Linked DNA regions of Mus musculus: region 2 is linked to region 1. A link is a contact called in public HiChIP or PLAC-seq data. All regions are on one chromosome and are shown on one strand. Each heading gives the region's core, a stretch centred on a gene start, on an enhancer-like site or on the middle of the called end of the contact. The rest is flanking DNA. Distances are from core to core; before and after follow the strand shown. Region 1 has its middle 120 kb from the start of Gnat3. Region 2 has its middle 69 kb from the start of Gm31752.

The links. HiChIP or PLAC-seq counts read pairs in DNA pulled down with a chosen protein or histone mark.
Region 2: an H3K27ac HiChIP or PLAC-seq map of embryonic stem cells shows a contact between it and region 1, with 7 times the contacts expected there. The contact joins two enhancer-like sites. A contact is called at or near these places in 4 of 484 Hi-C or Micro-C datasets (all in embryonic stem cells) and 3 of 115 datasets of contacts at active chromatin or transcription factors (all in embryonic stem cells).

Annotation. Positions count from the first base shown.
Region 1 is chr5:18,079,349-18,086,401 of GRCm38.p6, reverse strand. No RefSeq gene overlaps it. Among named protein-coding and RNA genes, the nearest start is that of Gnat3, 120 kb to the right of the region's middle. Within about 2 kb of position 3,896, at least 13 of the 459 cell types and tissues checked have an H3K27ac peak or open chromatin away from gene starts, as enhancers often do. A contact at or near this core is called in embryonic stem cells, where this site is marked.
Region 2 is chr5:18,560,941-18,567,508 of GRCm38.p6, reverse strand. No RefSeq gene overlaps it. Among named protein-coding and RNA genes, the nearest start is that of Gm31752, 69 kb to the right of the region's middle. Within about 2 kb of position 1,813, at least 13 of the 459 cell types and tissues checked have an H3K27ac peak or open chromatin away from gene starts, as enhancers often do. A contact at or near this core is called in embryonic stem cells, where this site is marked.

The DNA of each region.
Region 1 (7,053 bases), core at 2,647-5,146:
TTGTATTCTTTCATTGATTCTGGTGCTCCATATATAGAGGAAACAATAGTGAGTAGAGGAAGATAACATTGTTTGAGACAAGAAAAAAAATCCTCCTCAAAGTCTCCACTTATAAGGGAGCTTGAAGTACAGGGAGCAGCGAAATAGCTTTAAGGTCAACCTTCTCCAGATCGCTTCTGTCTTTGACAAAATAACTCTAGGGATGGTCAACACGAGACCTTATCCAGATAGCTTCTGATTTTGATAAATGCCCCTTCTAGTCTGTGATGTTATCTCACCTTCAGGAGAGGGACCCAAGGTTTCTCTTATACTGAAAGCACTAAGAGTCTGATATTAGTTATTAAAAACATCCCCATAAAAATACAAAGAAGGAAGATATTCCGTGTCTCCCTTGGCCTTTCTAAAGCATTTTCTTACACTGTTTGCATGATTCCCCCTTTAAAAAAAAAAAGACAAGGACTTATTAAAATATGACTAAATGTTCACTGAAGTTATAAATACACAGGTTTGTTTTCTTTTAATGTATTCTAGGCTTTCCTTGAGTTTGAATTTCAATTTTTTTGTACTGCATGCAGCTATCACTGTGGTAACCTTACAAATAAAAAAACATGGCTAGCATATGCACTGAATGTAAAAAGTTTCTGTGGATAGCCTTGATACATTGGTGATAGAAAAGGAATGCTTCCATTCTCAGCTGAGAAACCAGGGTGAGCATTTTTTCTTCTAAAATTATTCCGCACCAAATATATTTTGTTCACAACCATAAAGATGATGTTGAGGATGGTGACAGGTTGTGATCACAATTTCCTCTGCGCCAAGAAGGAATTTTTAAAAATATCATTCTTGCAAGATTGCCAATCATCATTTTATGTTCTTTCCTGAATATATTTTTGAGAACTAGGTCCATGAAATACATCAGAATAAAAGAAAACAATTATATCTCCAACATTTTCTTTGTAGCAAAGCCTTGCCTGAACATGAAATAAGAAGGACAGAGGAAATTATCATTATAATCTTTCATCAAATACTCAGAGAATGTCTGTGGGTTCCTTGACAAAGCTAAACTGGGGATTGTGTAAAGTGTCATATATACTAACATGACCTTTGTAAAAACAACAGTGATATTAAGTTATTGGAAACTTGGAGACAGGTGGAAATTTTCTATAAGAACATTGCCTTTAAAGAGGTCATCTAATAAGAGACAATGAAAGACATAGTTTACTATAAAACAAAACAGTATGGCAGTTACATAAGGAAGTAAGGTGCATCACAAAGAATAGCAAATTCTTTTGGATAATTAAGAATGAAGAAAGCTGCTCAGAATACTGAGAATAACAGACATATTACTCACCAATAGATACATAGCTGAGAGATGATAGTGATGTATATCTGATATAGACTAATATTTAGATAATAGATTCCAACAGTGTGATTAATATGACATATGTCTAGTGTCTCACTTATGTTCTTTAAAGTTTTAAAAATTAGTTTTTTTTTAAATACTGATTTTTGTTTTTCATGGGTTTATGTATTGTTTATCTGAGGTTTTTTTGTTATGGTTTGATTTGGTTTGGTTTTGCCTGAATGTATGACTGTGTACAACTTGCATACTTTTAGGGCAAAAGAGAATATTAAATTCTCTGGAACTGGATTTTAAAATGATTGTGAGCCATGTGTGTGCTGGGAATAAAATCCAAGTCCTCTAGAAGATCAGCCAGGGATTTTAATCATTGAGCCATTTCTCTAGCCTGCCACTCTATCTTTATAATCTGCCCATGGAAAAACAGTTACAAAAAGAAATTATTGGAGAATTCAATATCTAAATATTTTACTTACCTGGATTAAACTCAATACTTTAAAATATGATCAAATAGTAGATGCATGATATAAGAAGAATATGTCTTACATATACCTTCTTCAAGACATGTTGCTGTTATAAAATTAATCGAGGTTTTCATTTTATCAGAGCAAGTGTCTTTGTGTCTGAAAAATGGTGTGGTATTTGAGCTTAAACTTTATTTAGGTAAGTGTGAACCACACAGTATTTGAAGACCTTATATATGTTAACCTAGTTGTGCTCTTCCTCCAGCCTTGAATAAGGTAAAAAAAAAAAAAAATCTGATGGTTTTACAACCTAGGTGGAGTCCTTGCATGGCCTTGCCACATTTACATTTTCTATGGTGAGTTGAGGAGCAGACCACCATCTGAGCTTGTTTTGCAACAGAATTCAGCTGAAACAAAGAAACAGAACCCAGACAAAACAAAGGATGGGTCTTTGGGTTTTCACCCTATATATACATGTAGGCAGAGCTGAAAATTAAACTTTGAACCTTGACCAGAGAACCTTTGTCTTGGCTTCATTCTGCTCTCACCTGCCCATCCTACTTCATTCCCAGCCTCCCTTTCAGTTATACCCAGTTCTCCATGGCAGCTGGATGGCTACAGGTGGCTCCTGAATGATGGGCTGGAACACAGGGGTGGAGGTGGGGGATCAACTGAGGAATGCTGATTTTGGTGGGGCTCTACTGAAAACCGAAGAGGTAATGGTATCCTGCAGGGTGGTAAGAGATGCATTCAATGGGATACAGGGCTAGGTTGAAGAGTTATTGACCCAACATTGAGTTCACCTAGGGGTATGACAGTGAGTTGGAATGGGGGAATTCTATGTAGGCATTTGTCTGCAGTCAAGAGCTGCATCAGGTGAGGGGAGCAGGTTTTAAAATAAAATAAAATAAAATGAAATAAAGTAAAATAATATAAAATAAAATAAAAATACCAGAAAGCAACAACAACAAAGAGATGTTAGCTAAATTCTTTTTTTTTTCTTTTTTTTTTTTTTTTTTTTTTTTTGTACACTGAGAGTTTATTGGCAGTATTGTTGGGAGGGACTTGCCTGAGAAAATGAAAGTAGGTCTTGACAAGCTGAAATAGATTCTGCAAGTCCTTAGTGCTAGAGCCAACAGCCCTTCTCTTGCAGAATGTGGAAGATGAGATGGCCCTTCAAAGTTCTGCTCAGTTGAGGCAAGAAGTTCTCTTTGAACAAAGGCATATCTGAGGTTGGTATTTATCTGTGACTTGTTACCAGCCATTGTGGCAGTCAGAGCATGAATTCTACAGCTGTGAATGGGAGATTGGTGGACTTCAGCATCCACAGCAGACAGGGCAGCTTCATCTCCCAGAAACAAGAAGCACTGGTCTTCGCAATGGTGAAAGACATATGGATATCTCTGTGTCTCTGTACAGTGAGCGGCGTAGGGTGAAGTGGAGGATAGTTAGGTAAATTCTTAGCTCAAGTATATTTATACTGTGCACGGTTTCCAGAAGTAGGAACGGTAAATATACAAATATGAGAAAAAGACAGAAAGAATAGGTTTCAGAAAATCAGTTGTCCCCTGTCTAGGACACATTAGCAAAAGAGAAGGTGTAAGAATCCAGAGAGCCTTAGCTTACTGGGGACCCCCTGAGTGAACCATTTGGATCCTGGATCGAAGCAAAACGCAAGAGGAATTTACTGTTCCAGTGCCCTGGGGTCACCCCAGACCCAAAGGAGAGGCAGCACCTGTTGGGGCCAGCCTGTGGCTCTCATGTCTGGGTTTGAGCCTGAGATGCATCTTAGAACTGAAAGAAAAGAGGGAATCTAGGCGGGTAAAGAGAGTAATGGAGTCAAGACAGTATTCTGATCAAGACTCAACTTTAATGTCGGCAAACACGCTTTATAAAGAAGAGGGGAGGCCCATTCCCAGTCACGCAAAGTTCCTTTGAAGTTGTCAGATCAGCCTTTTAGTAGGAACCCGCAAAAATCACAGTTCGTAGCTAACTCCAGATCTCGGAGAACCGGTTCAGCCTCAGGCAGGTAGCAGGTAGTAGCACATCAAAGGAGAGTGTTGAGAAGCAGCACAGCAGGTGGCTCCGCCTAAGTGGTGGATGGTCTCAGCCAGCCTTGCTAGGCTGGATGGAGGTAACAAGCACCCATTGGGCAAGCTTTTATGTGGTTTCCAGGGGCAGAATAGAGTATCAGCAACTAGGCACAATACGATTGGTGCCACAGTGCACCCTTTAAACTGGTTGGTCTTCAGAGAATGTCTTCCCTTGTCTGAAGGTGGACAACAGTCTGTTCTGTGGAATGTGTCCCCATCCGCAGGTTGGTTCCCGCCCTGCGATCTGAGGAATGTAAATTATCCTCTCCCTTCTGGAAGGGCAAGGGTTCCATGACCTTCCCAAAGTTCCTGAGCTGACCTTTTCAAAGGAAAGTGTATTTCAGAGCTCCCCTAGAGACAGAAGGAAATCAGGTCCATTCTGCTACTTCTCAGGCTCCTACTGGACTTAGTTCTGATTACATCAAGTTCTCTTCCCTCTTTGTCTATTGTCTGAACTTGGTGCACCAATCTGCCCATGTGTGTCATTTTTTTGTTTCATTGTCTGAATAGCTGTTGTTCTATGTTTCGTGTTCAAAAGATAAAATGGTTAAAACTTTATCTGCTGGCTATCAAGCTCTGATTTAGTTTAGAAGGCAGTCTCAGTTTGCACAGCAGAAACCAGTAAGTTACCTTGCACTGTAGCTGGGAGTCAAGCACAGCTGGAGAAAAGCTGCTCTTAAAGGAGCCAGCAGCTTCTCAAGTTCTATGGTAAGTAAGCTGATGGCTGTTTTCTTCTAGAAAATTCTCTACAATTGTGATTATTGGGTTCAGGAAATGTCAAGATGATTGATCTCTTGAAATTTCACCTAGAAAAAGCAGGAAAAATTTGTTTAGTCTAAAGATATAAGATTTGTGTAGCCACTTCATTTTTGTTTCTGACTGGTTTTAAAAGTATAAATTTGTTCTGCATGTCTTGGCTCATAAGTTTTTGGGTATGATTAAAAATTGGTAACATTGGTAACAAGAAAGTTACCATAAAACTGGTAACTCAGGGTTGGAGTCATTTTAAACAACACATGGCATGAGCCAACCCAGGAAAACAGGTCTCTAAAGATACTTCTAAATTGGGATAATATTTTATGTAATTCTTATCCTAGAAACCAGACTAGAATTTAAGGCAATGTCTCTTTAATGTGGTATTAAAAGTTACATTGTCATGCAGTCATATATAAGAACTGGCAGCCAAACTTTGAAACATGAAAATAATGCTCTCAGTATTGGTTTTAAAGAGAATGTGTTGCTTAAAATTGGGTTTTGCTTTCCAAAATTATGGTTATGCTGTAATATTGCAAAAGAAACTTAAAAATTATGGTTAAACTACCAGTGTTCCATTGGCTGCAGTTTGCAGTTTGATCACAGGCTCAGGATTTTTAACTCACCCATATTTGTAATTAAGAAAAAAAAAATCAAGCAGGTGGAGGCTGCTGCTGTGGAGATTAAAGTAAACATTTACCTATGAGTTAATGCAAAGCTCAGAGCAGCCTCAGCAGAGACTTGTGTGGCATTTCTTTTGTCTTGCAAACCCTGCCTAAGGAAGTGTTTTGGGCCCTAGCCTCTGGGTATCTGTGAATTGTTTTTAAGCTGAAACAGCATTATTACAAATCTATCCAGGTGTTGTTCAAAACAAAGTTCACACTTAAGATTTATGAAATGTTAATTAGGCTATGGAACTTGCAATTTGGCCTGCCTATTCCAACTGTCATTCCAGGAAATGCATATAGAAGTATTATGGATTAGGAAGAATTTTTTTTTTTCTGCTCCTTTGTATCTTGATGATTGAAAAGCGTTTGCTTTTAGTCAGTTTTTAATTTTAGGGAGCCCATGAAGTGATATCATTGGAAAGTTTTGTCTCAAGGAATGGCTAATAGCCTTATATTATATAAGAATTTCTTTTGTCTATGCTTCAATACAAGAACTTTGAGTCCTTCAGTGTATATAATTCATTACATGGATATTTTATTAGTTAATCCCTTCGAAGGGGAATTTTACTACAAGCCTTTGCTCTTACACAACGAGTTTCAAATTTTGGAATAGTTGTTTCTCCAGACAAGATTCAAAGGCAATATCTTTTTCAATATTTGGGGCCTCAGTTATATCCTAGACAAATTGTGACACAGAAAATTCAGGAAAGAAAAGATGATTTGCTTACTTCAAATTATTTTTCAAAAGCTTTTAAGAGATGTTAATTGGCTAAGACCTCAACTTCAGCTCACCACCGGAAGACTTAAGCCTCTGTTTGATGTTCTGATGGGGGGTGCAAATTAAATGGTGAAAAGAAATAGCTTTGTAGAAAGTAGAGGAAGCTGCTGAAGTCAATTGTTGGCTGTTTGGGTTAGTTATTGTTACTCAATGTGCCCACAGCAATTCTTTGGCAAATGGGACCATTAATGTAGATTCATCTTTCTTTGTCTCCATGTAAAGTTTGAACATCCTATTATAAAGCTGTTGCTGTGTTAATACAGAATTGTAGGATAGAATCATGAAAGCATTTTGGAAATAATGTCTTAAAAACCGCATTAATTCCTTGTTTTAAACATCAATTAAATTGGCTATTGCAGAATACTGATAATTGGCCTATTGCACAGCAAACATTTTAGGCAAAATTGATAATCATTATCCAAAAGACAAGTTGTTAAAATTTTCTTCTATGCATGCTTTTGTATTTCCTGTAAACTTACACCTGCAGCCAATAAAGAATGCATTACTGTATTTATAAACAGCTCATCTAAGGGGAGAGAAGCATAATTGGATTACATGTTTATTCTCTTGAGTTTCCCTCCACTTCAGCACAAATAATTGAGTTATATGCTGTAGCCATTGTTTCTGAAATGTTGAATTATCAAGTTTTTAATTTGAATACTGATAGCCAATAAATAGTTTATGGTTTACAATTGCTTGAAATTGTTCCTTTTTTAGATACTGCTAATTCTCAGATTTTGCAATTATTTATGCAAATACGACTCAAGTCAAGAGAAAAGTACTGTTCCTTTAAAGGACTGTCTTTGGACATTTAAGAGCTCATACTGGATTGTCTGGACAGACCTTTTAGGGCGATGCCACAGCAGATTTGTATACCAGGCAGATTATAGGCATTACACAGGAACAATTGGCCATACAATCTCATTCTTTACATCAT
Region 2 (6,568 bases), core at 564-3,063, 480 kb before region 1:
AGAGGTTTGGGGGAGTCAGGGAGATAGGGAGTTTTTGGAGCAGAAACCGGGAAAAGGGATAACATTTGAAATGTAAATAAGTATCTAATTTAAAAAAAGAAATGTTATCAAAACACATCGATGAGGGGAAACTTGGACTGCAACATTTAATGTTGACACATACAGTTAAATAATAAAAATGTAAACAACCCAAAAAAAAAAAAAAAAAAAGCAGAGGTTTGAGGAGGAAAAAAATGAGGATAGAAAAAGAGAATGAGAAATTAAGATGATTTTTTTCTTTTTTTCCACCAGTAATTTAGAGATTTATTTACATTAAAACCCAGTTTCAAGGATGAAATGAGTGGACAGCACAGTAAAGTAATGTAGAGACAAAAATTCTTGATAGAGAAAAAATAGACATGCTAAGAATCCAGTGAGGTTGGATTTCCCTTTAGAAATTTGAATTTTATAATTTTGGAGGCAATTCAAACAGGTTGTGAAAAGACTACTACCAAACTCTGAATATTTTCTGGGTAAGATTAAAAGCCAATAAATATTTTCTTTTTCTGCCAGACAGTAACATCTTTGGTCATTCCATTTAAAAGTACATCTCAGTTTAGTGAAAGTGCCAGAGGTATCCAGAATAGAGAGTGAATTGCCAGGTAAGAAATGATGCCATTATACTGACCAAGGTTTGAAAGACTCTCAACTACTAAATGGAATAAGAATATTAATCCAGCAACATGGCTGTTCTGATCACATCCAAAGACCTTCTTGGTCTGTGTGATTTGACTGGGATACAGGTATATTTTTAGTACACACCTTTAACCCTTTTGGCTGAAATCCTATAGTACACTGTTTTAATCCCAAACAATAACATCTAATTGAGGAAAAGATGAAGTGATGAATGAAAAAATATTTGACAGAGATATTATATGCCCAATTCCCATGAGAACAGCACTGGAAAGAGAAGCTATTTAAGAGCAATGCAGGGAGAGAGTCAGTGAGGTGGGAGTCAGTGTAGCAAGTACATGGCAATGGAATTGGGTTCTTCTGTGAATTCAAGCAGTTCAATGCAGGTACTCAAAAGCAGTTAAAACCAGAGAACTATGAGTCAGAATATTAGAACAAAGTACCAGAGGCAGTTTTTGCCAAGCAAAGCAATTCAATTTAGACAGAAGCCAGTTTGAATCAGGCAGCACTGAGAGGAGTTTGAGCCAAAACAACTGATTTGAATCAGCCAGCCAAAGTTCAGAAAGAGCTAGAAAAGGTGAGCTTATTCAGTAGTAAGTCTCTAAGATGACAGTTACATCAGGCAAATAGAAGTTACTTCTACAATTAAAGTTGTCTCAGAGATGGAAGATCAAAGCATTAAAAAATATATGGAGGTGGACTATACTGATTTGACCAATGGTTGATTGAAAGAGTAAGAAGAAGGGAAAAAATCAAAGATGCCTCTATATGTCTAACATAGGCTACTGAATAAATCCATGGTGATGTTAGTTAACAAAAATACCAAAATGTTGGAAACCAACCAGCAGCTCACAAGAAACGGGGTTTCACCTGGGAGGCAAACCAGGCCTGAAAAGAGAGGAGAATTAGGTGGGCGAGAAAAATGGAGCCAAGACCAGGTTCCTAACCAAGGCTCAAATGTTTAATGGAGAATGCACTTATAAAGGAGGTGGGGGGAGAGGCCCGTTCCCACCAATTCATTCTTGGAGCTTGGAACCAGCTTCAGGTGATGACATGCAGGATAGGATGTAGTCTCTGGAATAGCTCGGCAGCTTCCCCAAAGGTAGCAGTATCTTGAAGAGGAACAGAGACAGTGGCTGAACAATAGAGTGAACTAGGGAGGAAGGCTCTACCCTAGGTAATCTCCTGAGTGGTAGCAAGATCAAGGTCTAGCTCAGCCTGCTTCAGGCTTGGGAGAGGTTACAATTTCCTCCCTGTTATTAATATTTAAAAAAAAAAAGCTGGACTGAGGCATAAAATTTATTTATGCTCTATAGTTCTGCCTGATTTCTTTGGGCCTAGTGAAGAAACCTGTCTCAGTGGGATTCCCTAACTTTTCTCATGGTAAACCCACCTATTCACTAGGCCATTGTGTTTGGGTTAGACTGATTACTACCTCAAGTAAACTCTCTGCAGACTAGCCCTGAGCCATTCCTGCTTGGTCCTTTGTAATGCTAATTAGTTACTGAATAGGTAACTTCCTTACTGAATTCCTACTGAATTCCAAGTTTGTCAGCTTAAAGGTCTTTCTGGGACTTTGGAACATTGGCGAAGGCTTAGCTATGTCAGAATTCAATCTTAAAAGGCACTTATAATAAGATAATACTAAAAGAGAGCACGTGGATCCATACACCAGACTAACTCGGGGATAGGGTATGAGAATGAGAATGCCAAAGTTCCAGGAAATTCTTTGCCTCATGAGTGCTCTGATGCCTCTCAGCCTACCAAGCAAACTTCATTGGAGTGTGCATAGCATTCTTCCCCTTTCTGTTTATATTTCTGCCAAAGTTCCGGAAAGTCCTGCCATAGCTACAGATCTCAGGAGTGCTCTAAAAATGAGTGGAAACACAACGATTTACTAATAAAATAGTGTCAATAATAATAGCAAATAGGAATATATATTGAACCCAATCCAGGGGATTCAATGCACTTAGGTTATTTTTTAAATCTCTGGCCAATTCATCAATGTTCCAAGTGTCCAAGTGACTTTTGCTAATATCTGAAATTTCTGCCTTTCTAGCCTTAATATATGCTATGTCCTGCCCTATTGTTAAGACTACTACTTCTAAGACATTAACCTTTTCTTCCAATTTTTTACATGACTCTGTGGTGTATTATTAATAAACCACAGCCTCTTGGCATGTACCTCTGTCTAGATTGATATGATTCTGAGATCTGGGTGCCCATCTTAGACTGTCCAGCCCTCATAGCAAACCTTATTTCTGAATCAGGCCAAAATCCACAATATGTACTTAGAATGCTTCCTCAATGGAAATTAATAACTGCCACCTGTGCTGTTGGAGGCAACAATAGGAATGCTTCTTTGGGGAAGTCCAGGTACTCCATTCAATTGCAAATTAGCAATGATCAAGCTGAGATTTAGAGTTCCCAGTGTGGGGGAGGTGGCATTGAGAATCACAGAAAGGCTGTAACTTTCTGGGAGTGGAGTCTGTGCTCCAAATTAACTTTGCTAGGTAATTAAGATTTTATCTATCTTTCCTAAGAATCTCTAATACTGGAATTATTACTAGACCAGTCCAAGATTGAGTGGTCACAATGAGGGAAGGAGAAAAATCACTATAACTCTTTCTTGTGACTAATCTTTCTAAATCAGATTACACGGTCTCTAGTGTTCTATGTCCCATAGGTTAAAAAAGCTTGAAGCAAGGCAAGGCACCTTAGCTTGTCCAAACTGGGAAAATGGCAAACAAAGATGGGACAAAAACATATACCCAATTCAGCTTTCTTCTCACTACAGTCAGGGCACTCAGTGAACTCACCTGTCAGCTTGTCACACAAATTAGCCATTTTGCTTCTGCAGCATTCTATGAAGAAAACTTATGCTTTTCCCTTTCCTAATAAGGTAGTTGTTCAGGATCAAGCCATATGCCAATAAGTAGATCCTTTTCATCTCACCTAGACATGATTATGTCCTGTTTTTAAGATACTATAAGGCATTTATTAAGTTCTTTGCCATCCAAATTTCAAAATTCTTAAAATAAAAATATGATTAAAATAATGTGCTTGATTATTCAACATTTTAAAATACCATTTACAGCACACAATTTAATTATCTCTGTTGAAGCAGGGGGAAGCTCAAAAGAATAAACGTGTGATCCAATTCACATATACTTTTCTCCCATAAAAGCGGTGTTTTTAGACACAGTAAATGGGATGCATGCAGGCATGAATTTGTAGAAGATACAGAAGCATGCATAAGAACAATTTTTTTAACTTATCTTTGGGATAGTGATTGTCAATTTTATTTAAAATGATGGTATGCAATAGATTGAATATTAATATTCTGTAATAACCAATGTAATTGCTGTTTTGAACAAGGAACAGAAACTTTGTCAGGTTCTTAAGACACAATTTTTGTTGTAGGTTTTCTAAAATATACGAATATATCTTACAACTCTTCATTAGCACCACTGCAGCCTTAATAGGATGTTAAAACTGTGCTTTGAGGTGAACGCCACCTTGGACTCACCCTCCTCCCGCCTTCCTCTCAGGCGGAAGAGGCTGAAGTGGCCCAATCTGTTGTAGGTCAGAAAGCCCGAATGAGGGCAGCAGAGCACCCTGAGTTCTAGCGGGGGGTGGGGGGGTGTGGGGGGGTGGATACGGCTAATCCTGGTGGGGACAGATGGAGGCTCATGGGGGCAATGGCAAGTGTGGTGCTCTCCTGAGTTCACTACAAAGGCGCCTGCTTTCTGGAGGCCTCCCATGCCACCACCACTCAGGGAAGGCTGTGTACCCCGTGGCCCTGCCCCACAGCACCCAACAATCAGCTGGCTCCACGTGGGCCAACGGTGGGCAGGGAGGAGAAGATAAATGACTTTATCATAATGTTTTCTCTTTACAAAGAATTGCTGTGGGCACAGCTAATATTTAATTACCATTGATTATAATTGATAACAATTATAAAAGCTTTCTTTATTTTTCTGCAAAGCCTTTTGTTCTTTGCCAGTTAATTTGTGTCTCACTTAATAGCACCTAACAAAAGCTTAAGTTCTCCTGTGGTGAATTTAAGGTAAGGTCTTAGCCAATTAACATCTCCTGGAAGCTTTTGAAAATAAAATTTTGAAGCAAATCAATTTTTCGTTCTAGATTTTCTGTACCCCAATATTATAGTATAACTAAAACTCTGAGTATTAAAAAGATATTGCCTCTGAATCTTTTCTGGAGCAACAGCTACTCCCCAGAACTTAAAAACTTCTTGTGTGAGAACAAGGATTTAAAGTAAACTTCCCTTTAGAGGCGTTAGCTAATAAAATACTTTCCACTTAGGAAACACTATATACTGAAAGATTCAAAGTCTTAGCTTCTTATATTGAAGCAGAGATAATAAAATGTTTTCTTACATAATATAAAGCCATCTTAGCCATACCTAGAGGCAAATTTTTTCAGTGATCACTCGAGGTCACTCGAGGCAAAACTCTTTACACTTATCAGAATGCAAAGAAAAAAACAAACCTTTAAATCTATAATAACTATACATGAAGTAGGCAAGTCAAATCGCAATGTTCTGATACATTCTACAGCCTGATTGACCTTTTATAAACTTACAATTTAAACTTCATTAGAACAACATCTAGGTAGATCTGCAAAGGTGCTCTTTTAGCTAAAAGAAATTTTCCCTGAAGGCAAGTAGAGGCAAGTTTTGAGAGCTTCCTTAGACACCATTTGCAAGACAAAAGAAAGTCACTCAAGCCTGGAAGAGGCTGCTCAGAGCTTAGTTCCTCTTGCCATGAGGACAGATTTCAGGATTTTTAAGTTTCTTTTGCAATATTAGACTATAACTATAACTTTGGGAAAGCAAAACCCAATTTCAAAACAATTTATCACCTTAGAAACAACATTAAAACTTCACTATAACGTTGCAAAATCTGGCTGCCAATTTATACCTATGAATGCATGACAGTGCAGATTTCAATGCTTCATTAAAGAGACATTGTTTTAAATCTTCTCTTTAAGTCTAACTTTTAGGATAAGAATCACATTAAATATTATCTCAACTAGAAGTATCCCTTAGAGGCCTAGTTTTTTGACCTGCTTTATGCCAGGTGTTGGAAAGACTCCAAACCTGAGTTACGAATTTAAAGCTAACTTTCTAGTAACCAGTCTTACATCTTTTTGATCAGTAAAAAACCAAATTAAGTGGCTACACGAATCTTATAAATTTAGACCAATCAAAGAATTTTAATTTTTCTAGCTATAATTATAAGATAAGAAAAGCACCTTGTCATTAGCTAAACGCAATAATCATGATTGCAGAGAACCCTCCAGGTAGCAGTATCTTGGAACAGTGACAGTGGCCGAACAATAGAGTGATCTAGGAAGGCTCCATCTTAGGTAATCTTCTTAGTGGCAGAAAAGGTCAAGGTCTGGCTCAGCCTGCTTCATGCTTGGGGGAGGTTACACCAAAATTAATTAAAATGCTCTAGAAACCATAGATCTAGAAATCACATGTTAATTCAGGAAGTAATTGGAATGCAAGCAGTGATATTCTTTTTCTTATACTTTGTGCAGTACATGGAAAATGTCTTAATTTTGAACCTACACATATGTATATGTACATTGAACCTATACATTGGTAAGTGCAATCAACATTTTTGCATTGTAGTAGCATTAATAAAATTAGTCTCAAGACATGTGGAAAAAAAGTCTATTAAGATTATTTTGTTTCATTTTTTACAGTCAAATATTCTTTTATTTTATTAGATATTTTCTTCATTTACATTTTAAATGCTATCTCAAAAGTCCCCTATATCCTCCCCGGACCCTGCTCTCCAATCCACAGACTCCCACTTCCTGGCCCTGGCATTCCCCTGTACTGAGGCATATAATCTTCACAAGA